Regions from separate parts of the Muntiacus reevesi genome. Here region 2 is linked to region 1. A link is a contact called in public Hi-C data. All regions are on one chromosome and are shown on one strand. Each heading gives the region's core, a stretch centred on a gene start, on an enhancer-like site or on the middle of the called end of the contact. The rest is flanking DNA. Distances are from core to core; before and after follow the strand shown.

The links. A called contact is a pair of places that touch in the nucleus more often than the background predicts.
Region 2: a contact with region 1 is called in a Hi-C map of muscle, with 3 times the contacts expected there. The contact joins the promoter of NFX1 here to the promoter of SMU1 in region 1. A contact is called at or near these places in 2 of 3 Hi-C or Micro-C datasets (blood and muscle).

The regions. Positions count from the first base shown.
Region 1 is chr10:7,471,703-7,475,215 of mMunRee1.1, reverse strand. SMU1 (SMU1 DNA replication regulator and spliceosomal factor) reads left to right here and starts at 1,965. Exons shown (of 12, transcript XM_065947198.1): 1 at 1,965-2,105. The coding sequence starts at 2,080.
Region 2 is chr10:7,668,169-7,671,681 of mMunRee1.1, reverse strand. NFX1 (nuclear transcription factor, X-box binding 1) reads right to left here and starts at 1,604. Exons shown (of 24, transcript XM_065946629.1): 1 at 1,469-1,604. The coding sequence starts at 1,493.

The DNA.
Region 1 (3,513 bases), core at 716-3,215:
TCATACATGAACATGAATCAGCCATAGGTACACATATGAATTCCATAGGTATACATAGGAATTCCAGTTGAGCTATTTCAAATCCTAAAAGTTGATGCTGTGAAAGTGCTGCAGTCAATAGGCCAGCAACTTTGGAAAACTCAGCAGCAGCCACAGGACTGAAAAAAGTCAGTTTTCATTCCAATCCCTAAGAAAGGCAATGCCAAAGAATGTTCAAATTACCGCACAATAGCACTCATCTCACATGCTAGCAAAGTAATGCTCAAAATCCTCCAAGCTAGGCTTCAACAGTACATGAATCAAGAACTTCCAGATGTTCAAGCTGGATTTAGAAAAGGCAGAGGCACCAGAGGTCAAATTGCCAACATCCACTGGAACATCAAAAAGCAAGAGAGTTCCAGAAAAATATCTACTTCTGCTTTATTGACCATGCCAAAGTCTTTGACTGTGTGGATCACAACAAACTATGGAAAATTCTTAAAGAAATGGAAATACCAGACCACCTCACCTGCCTCTTGAGAAACCTGTATGCAGGTCAGGAAGCAACAGTTAGAACTGGACATGGAACAGCAGGCTGGTTCCAAATAGGAAAAGTAGTATGTCAAGGCTGTATATTGTTACCCTGCTTATTTTAACTTAAATGCAGAGTACATCATGAGAAACACTGGGCTGGATGAAGCACAAGCTGCAATCAAGATTGCCAGGAGAAATATCAATAACCTCAGATATGCAGATGACACCACCCTTATGGCAGAAAGTGAAGAACTAAAGAGCCTTTTGATGAACGTGAAAGAGGAGAGTGAAAAAGCTGGCTTAAAACTCAACATTCAGAAAACTAAGATCATGGCATCTGGTCCCATCACTTCAAGGCAAATATATGGGGAAACAATGGAAAAAGTGACAGACTTTATTTTCTTAGGCTCCAAAATCACTGCAGATGTTGACTGCAGCCATGAAATTAAAAGACTCATGCTCCTTGGAAAAGAAGTTATGACCAATCTAGACAGCATATTAAAAAGCAGAGACATTACTTTACTGAGAAAGGTCCATCTAGTCAAGGCTATGGTTTTTCCAGTAGTCATGTACGGATGTGAGAGTTGTACCATAAAGAAAGCTGAGCGCTGAAGAATTGACGCTTTTGAACTGTGGTCTTGGAGAAGACTCTTGAGGGTCCCTTGGACTGCAAGGAGATCCAACCAGTCAATCCTAGAGGAACTCAGTCCTTAATATTCATTGGAAGGACTGATGCTAAAGCTGAAGCTCCAATACTTTGGTCACCTGTTTCGAAGAACTGACTCACTGGAGAAGACCTTGATGCTGGGAAAGATTGAAGGCAGAGAAGATGGGGATGACAGAGGATGAGTTGATTGGATGGTATCACCGACTCGATGGACATGAGTTTGAGCAAGCTCCGGGAATTGGTGATGGACAAGGAAGCCTGTGTGCAGCAATCCATGGGGCTGCAAAGAATCGGATAGACTGAGCAACTGAACTGAACTGAACTGATACACATGTCCCCTCTCTCTTGAACCTCCCTCCGACTTTCCACCCCATCCCACCCATCTAGGTTGTCACAGAGCACTGGGTTGAGCTCCCTGAGTCAGACAGCAAATTCCCACTAGCTATCTATTATGTTTATAGTAATATATATGATTCTACTGTACTCTCAATTCATCCCACCCTCTCCTTCCTCCACTGTGTCCACAAGTCAGTTCTCTATGTCTGCCAGCCCTATCTTTAAATCTAAACTAACTAAAAATTTAAAAGGCAGCATTTGAAAACCAGTCGTTTAAGAACAACTCTTTCTTTAGGGAGAATGAAGAATGCTCTGGACCTGGCGCTTAGGTTCAGACTTCTGAAAGACCCTCGAAGCTCCGCCCCGCACAGCCCCGCCTGCAGGTCCCGCCCCGCTATGCCCCGCCCCACACGTAGTCCTCGCTCCTCTTCCGTACACACCGCCTCCAGAGCGGGCGTCGACGTCGCCGGAAGTGACGTACGTGGGTCGCCGGAGGTGTCGTTGGTGCGTTGCGCGACTGGGCCTGAGAGTGGAGTGGGGCCTGCGCCCGGAAAGACAACGCTATGTCGATCGAAATCGAGTCCTCAGAGTGAGTCTCGTGGTGTCGGATGTTCGCGAAGTGGCCGGGCCGGGAGTCGATGAGTTGAGGGGTGGACGCTGCTCGAGGGAGGCGTCCGAGAGGTTGGGCAGTGGAGGGGTATTTACTTCCCCACAAAGAAGCTTCTGGGATCTGACTGCTTCAGGGGCGGACCCACAAGAAAGTAGCGAACGGAAAGCCCAAAGCCCGGTGGAAGGCGGCGCGGGGCTAGGGGTAGGATGTGCCCGCAAAACTTGAGTTCTAGCCCTCGCCGACTCCTGATGCGCCCTGAGACTGAGCAGATTAGCCATCCAGTCAGGACTCCGGTCTCATCTGCACAGGGGGCCGCACTCTTAGCCTGCCCTCTCTTCCTGCCCCCTTGAGCACGGTGGTTTGGTGTGCTTACACGGTCCTCTGGTTTCTTCTGCCTAGCTCTTAATCGGGTAGTGTCACCGTTTGCCCACCCTTCTAGCCTGTGTCGGCGCCTGGGGGCTGCTTTTCATCACAGTCTCGGTTCCTAGTACATCTAGAGGCTCAATAGTTGTCTTTGGAATGAAAGAACGACTAGCTCTTTTATCCGGTTCCGTGTGGCGCTGAATTTTGGTTGACCCGTGAGCTTTGTGTAGCCCCAAGGGAGGGACAGAATGTGGAAATTGGGTCAGGAGAATGATAGATTTGGGGGAGAGGGGTACTAATGAGTGACTGAAGAAAGTCTTCGGTGAACTTCTCCAGGACTCCATCCTCTACTTGCTCTTGCTAACGCTTAATAATTAAATCGGCAGACTTAACATGAGTTAAGGGAGAGGACTTGTCCTCAAGATCTGCCATAGGAGGAAGGGAGGTTTATTCATTCAGGAGATATTGAAGTCTGCTGTGTACTTGCTCTAGACCCTGGGAATATGGTAGTGAATGAAGCAGACCAAAGTCCTTGCCCTTATAGAAAGAGGAAGGAAAACAGACAAAAGCAGTAAGTAAAATAGGCTTACAGATGGTGGTAAGTGTTGTGGAGAAAAGTAAAAGAAGGGTGATGGAGAGTGCTGGGGATGAAGACAACTAGGAGTTGGCAGGAATTGGAAAGGATTCCATGCTTCAGACCCTGAATTAAAAGTGGGAACAGATCATTCTCCCAGCCCTGAGCTGCTGCATGTTTTTTTATTATCAATAATTGCTGTGTTAAGTATTTTCTCTGCTAGTCACACTGTAAACAGTGTCATCTTCTCTTTGATCAGCCCTACAGACTGGTCTGTATACCCTACAGAGTAGGTATTTTTCTTAACAAATGAGGAAATAGGCAAAGAGACCTTAACTGACTTGTCCAAAGTCACAGTAAGTGCAGAGCTCTGATTCAAATCCCAATCTATCTCCAAAACGTTTAACTCTTATGTATTACACAAAGAAGAAAGTGAATTTGATTTTGGCT
Region 2 (3,513 bases), core at 355-2,854, 200 kb before region 1:
GTTTCAGGAAAACAGCAGGTAAGAGAATTACACTGGAGTGAGGATGGAGATGTGGGCTAGAGATAATGCTGAAATAAGAACTGGAAATGGAACTAAGGCAAAAGCAAACTAAGGTACAGGAGACAAAGTGGGGTGCTCTTTGGACTATCGGACTTTGCCTCAATAGATGGGACAGAGGTTGTAACCTGGAGAGCAACACCAGAGACCAAAAATAAGATTCACAACTAGACCCACTCATTTCTGCTTCAAACACTGAATGGTGCAGAAATGGGCCAGATGTGAGCCTAAAGATAGGAAGACCAAGGGTTCCAATTTAGGGGATCTGGGAAAAGAGTGAGTGGGAGAAAAACAAAACACCAGGCTAAATGTGTATCCTCCAAGATGAATTAATACCTATATCAGAACTAGGGTACACAAACAAAAAATGGACTAGGGTACACCAATGCAGTGTGTTAGCCAACGTTTTTGACCAAGATCCACAGTAATAAATACATTTTACCTGCCACCAAGTACACAAATACATATATAGGCTTCTTGGTGCCCGGACAGCTGGGAGATAGCAGAACTAAGGCTCAAATTAATGACTGTTCACGAACCTCATGCTGCAAATCGCTGCCGTTTTTCAGGAGTGGATCATGAAATCAAATTATGTAGTGGGTTATGACAAGAATTTTTTCCAACGAAATATGTAGTATAGAGTGTACTGGAGATAATAAGGAAAACCACTGCTTCCTGAAATTTCTGGTTCGTTTTTATATTTGTGTGCGCTGAGATCACTATGTAAAGTGCTCCTTTCCCGTCACTGTCCAACGAGTTGGGAAAACAAAAGATCCAAGGTACCCTGAAGTAACTGGAAATCGTGTTACATTAACAGCCAGATGAGGTTGTCTCTACACATACAGACAACTCTGGGAGGGAAAATAAGCTAACAATTGCGTAACACGTACAGTAGCGGCGGGAACCTTCAGAGTAATTGACTTATTTACTCCCAAATCACAGATGACAAAAACGAGACTTCACATTGCGAGCTCATGGCAAGCTGAGACTGGAAACCACGAGTGTTCGGCTCGCGCCCGCGCTGCTGCCCCAGGACGCACGAATACATCTCAAGCGCAGCGAGCAATCCCGCCGCGCGTCGAAAGCCAGCCACCGTCACGGGCCGACGCCCGCCTGTCGGATATCACTGCCCCAGGAAGGCCGGGATGACCCCTGGAGAGGGCGGGACACCCGCATCGACTCAGTGGGACAAACTGACTCTCCTTGGAAACCCAGATGCCGGGCTTCACCACCAGCCAAGGATGGTTAAGACCTCGGTACGCACGACGCGCGTGCTTGGCCCTTCCGAGCCACTATCCCCAACTCGTGTACGTGCCACTCTCGCGATACGAATGGCCGGTGCCCTGGGACTCGTCACTGACTCAATTTCCGCTCCCGGAGAGGGGCCCAGTCCTGCAAGGTAGTACAGTACCTGAGACAGGAGGCGCCTCCGCCATCCCGTGCCGCAACACCTAAAGCGAGCCCTGCAGCCCAGCGAGCGCTGTCACCCGGTCATGTGCTCTGGACTTCCGGCGCCGCGAGAATATTCGCTTCTGCGCGCCCGGTAGACGGCCACGGAGTTTGCGCGGTCTGAGTCAACTGTGCGGAGCGTCGGTGACGTCAGACAGACGCGCCCGGCGCCGGGCTGAAGCAGGGTACTAGTAGCTGTAGGTAGCCAAGATCCCGGGAGGATAGGCATGCCCGGTCTTGCACAATCAATAGTTGTTTTCCTTTTGAGAGTCACTGTTCTCTCCTGCTACCGTGCCCTTTAACCCGCCCACCCAACCAGCCTCGCCTGGTTTTCTGGAGTCACGTCAGACAGCACCTCCTTACTAGAGTGAATCAGACTTGGATTAAAACAAAAACGAAGTAGTCAAAAGGTAGAAAGGGGAATAAGATGTCTGCAAAACAAACGATAAAAGGCTCGTACAATCAGCTGAGAAACAAAAACCCATTTATTAGAAATGATAAAGCACTTGAAAGGGCAGATAAAGAGGGACTCAATGTGAGAGGGGGGTAAGTTTGGGGGCACTGATCATTTTTAAAGTACAAAATGGAAAAAAAAAAAAGTACAAAATGTTTGGGTTTTTTTTTTTTTGAGTGTGTGGGATTTTTTCATTTGTGTGTTTTGCTTTTGCTCTACTAACGAGAACACAGTATTTAAGTATGAAGCATCTGCATTTGTAAAGTAATTCACTGCTCCAGACTTCCCCAAGAACACAAAATAAGAGTCATTCATTCACAGTCTAATGCATACTTTTAGACATTGCTTTAACTGCTGGAGGTTAATGTGAAAAAGACAGACAAGGTCCCTGCCCTCAATGAAGTGCATTGACTAGTAGGGAAGGTTAAAACGAAGTAATTTGGGACTTCCCTGGTGGTTCAGTGGTTAGGTATCCACCTGCCAACACAGGGGACATGGGTTTGACCCCTGGTCTAGGAAGATCCCACATGCTTCTGGGCTCCTAAGCTGGTGCACCACAACTACTGAACCAGAGTGCTGCGACCACGGAAGCTGGTGTGCCCTAGTCCCCTGTGCTCCGCGGCTAGAGAAGCCACTGCAATGAGAGGCCCAAGCAAATGAAGTCAGGGAGCAGCCCTGCCCTCCCCCAAATGGAAATCCCAGGTGTGGCAACGGGAAGGTGCAGAAAGGAGGATGCCCCTGTGGCCAGAAATAATTATAAAAATTATTTTAAGGCTAAGTTTATTTACAAACTAGTGATTTGGGTTGTCAAAGAAATAAGCAGGGTAACAGTGACTTACTAGTATCCGCTCCAGAAAAGATGGCCAGCCTTCTTTGTGTAGAAGGATATCATGAGAATGATCAATTATGTGAAGATTCAGAGGGAATAGCAGAAGGAAGCAGGTGCAAAAGTTATGGAGGAAGAAAAGGGCTTGAAGTGTTAAAATTATTGAAATATGCGCTGGAGAGCAATGAGCAAGGAGAGTGGCACAATATGAAACTGGAGGTAGGTAATTAGATCATGTGATAATGGATTTTATTCCAAGAGCAACAGGACGTTAAAAGGTTCTAAGCAAAGAAGTGGTACTGTTAACAAACTGAACACAGGTCTGCTCATGCAATGTAAAGCAAAGTTGGTCCACTGACACCAGGCTTTGGTGAAGTACAGTGCTTACTGCAGGGCGCCAAGCAAGAGTGTGAGAGACAAGCCTTAGATCCACTCCAACTTGGTCTTTGAGTTAGTTTTTGTTTTTTAAAGGGAAAGATAAAAGAGGCTGGAATTAATTATCGCCTTGTGACATTTCTTAATCATAGTTTCCAGAGGCAAGACATTTCTGGTTTACAAGTGTCTGGCCTGGTGGTCCATGGCTTGGGGAGTTCAGCTTGTCCTGAGTTTGTATGTAAATGATATATAATAGCAATTGTAGTACATTAACAATGTTATTGACAACAGCAATTTTAGTCCTCTGATTTTGGTTGATTAGTGTTCAGTTAACACAGGATTGAGGTCAGAG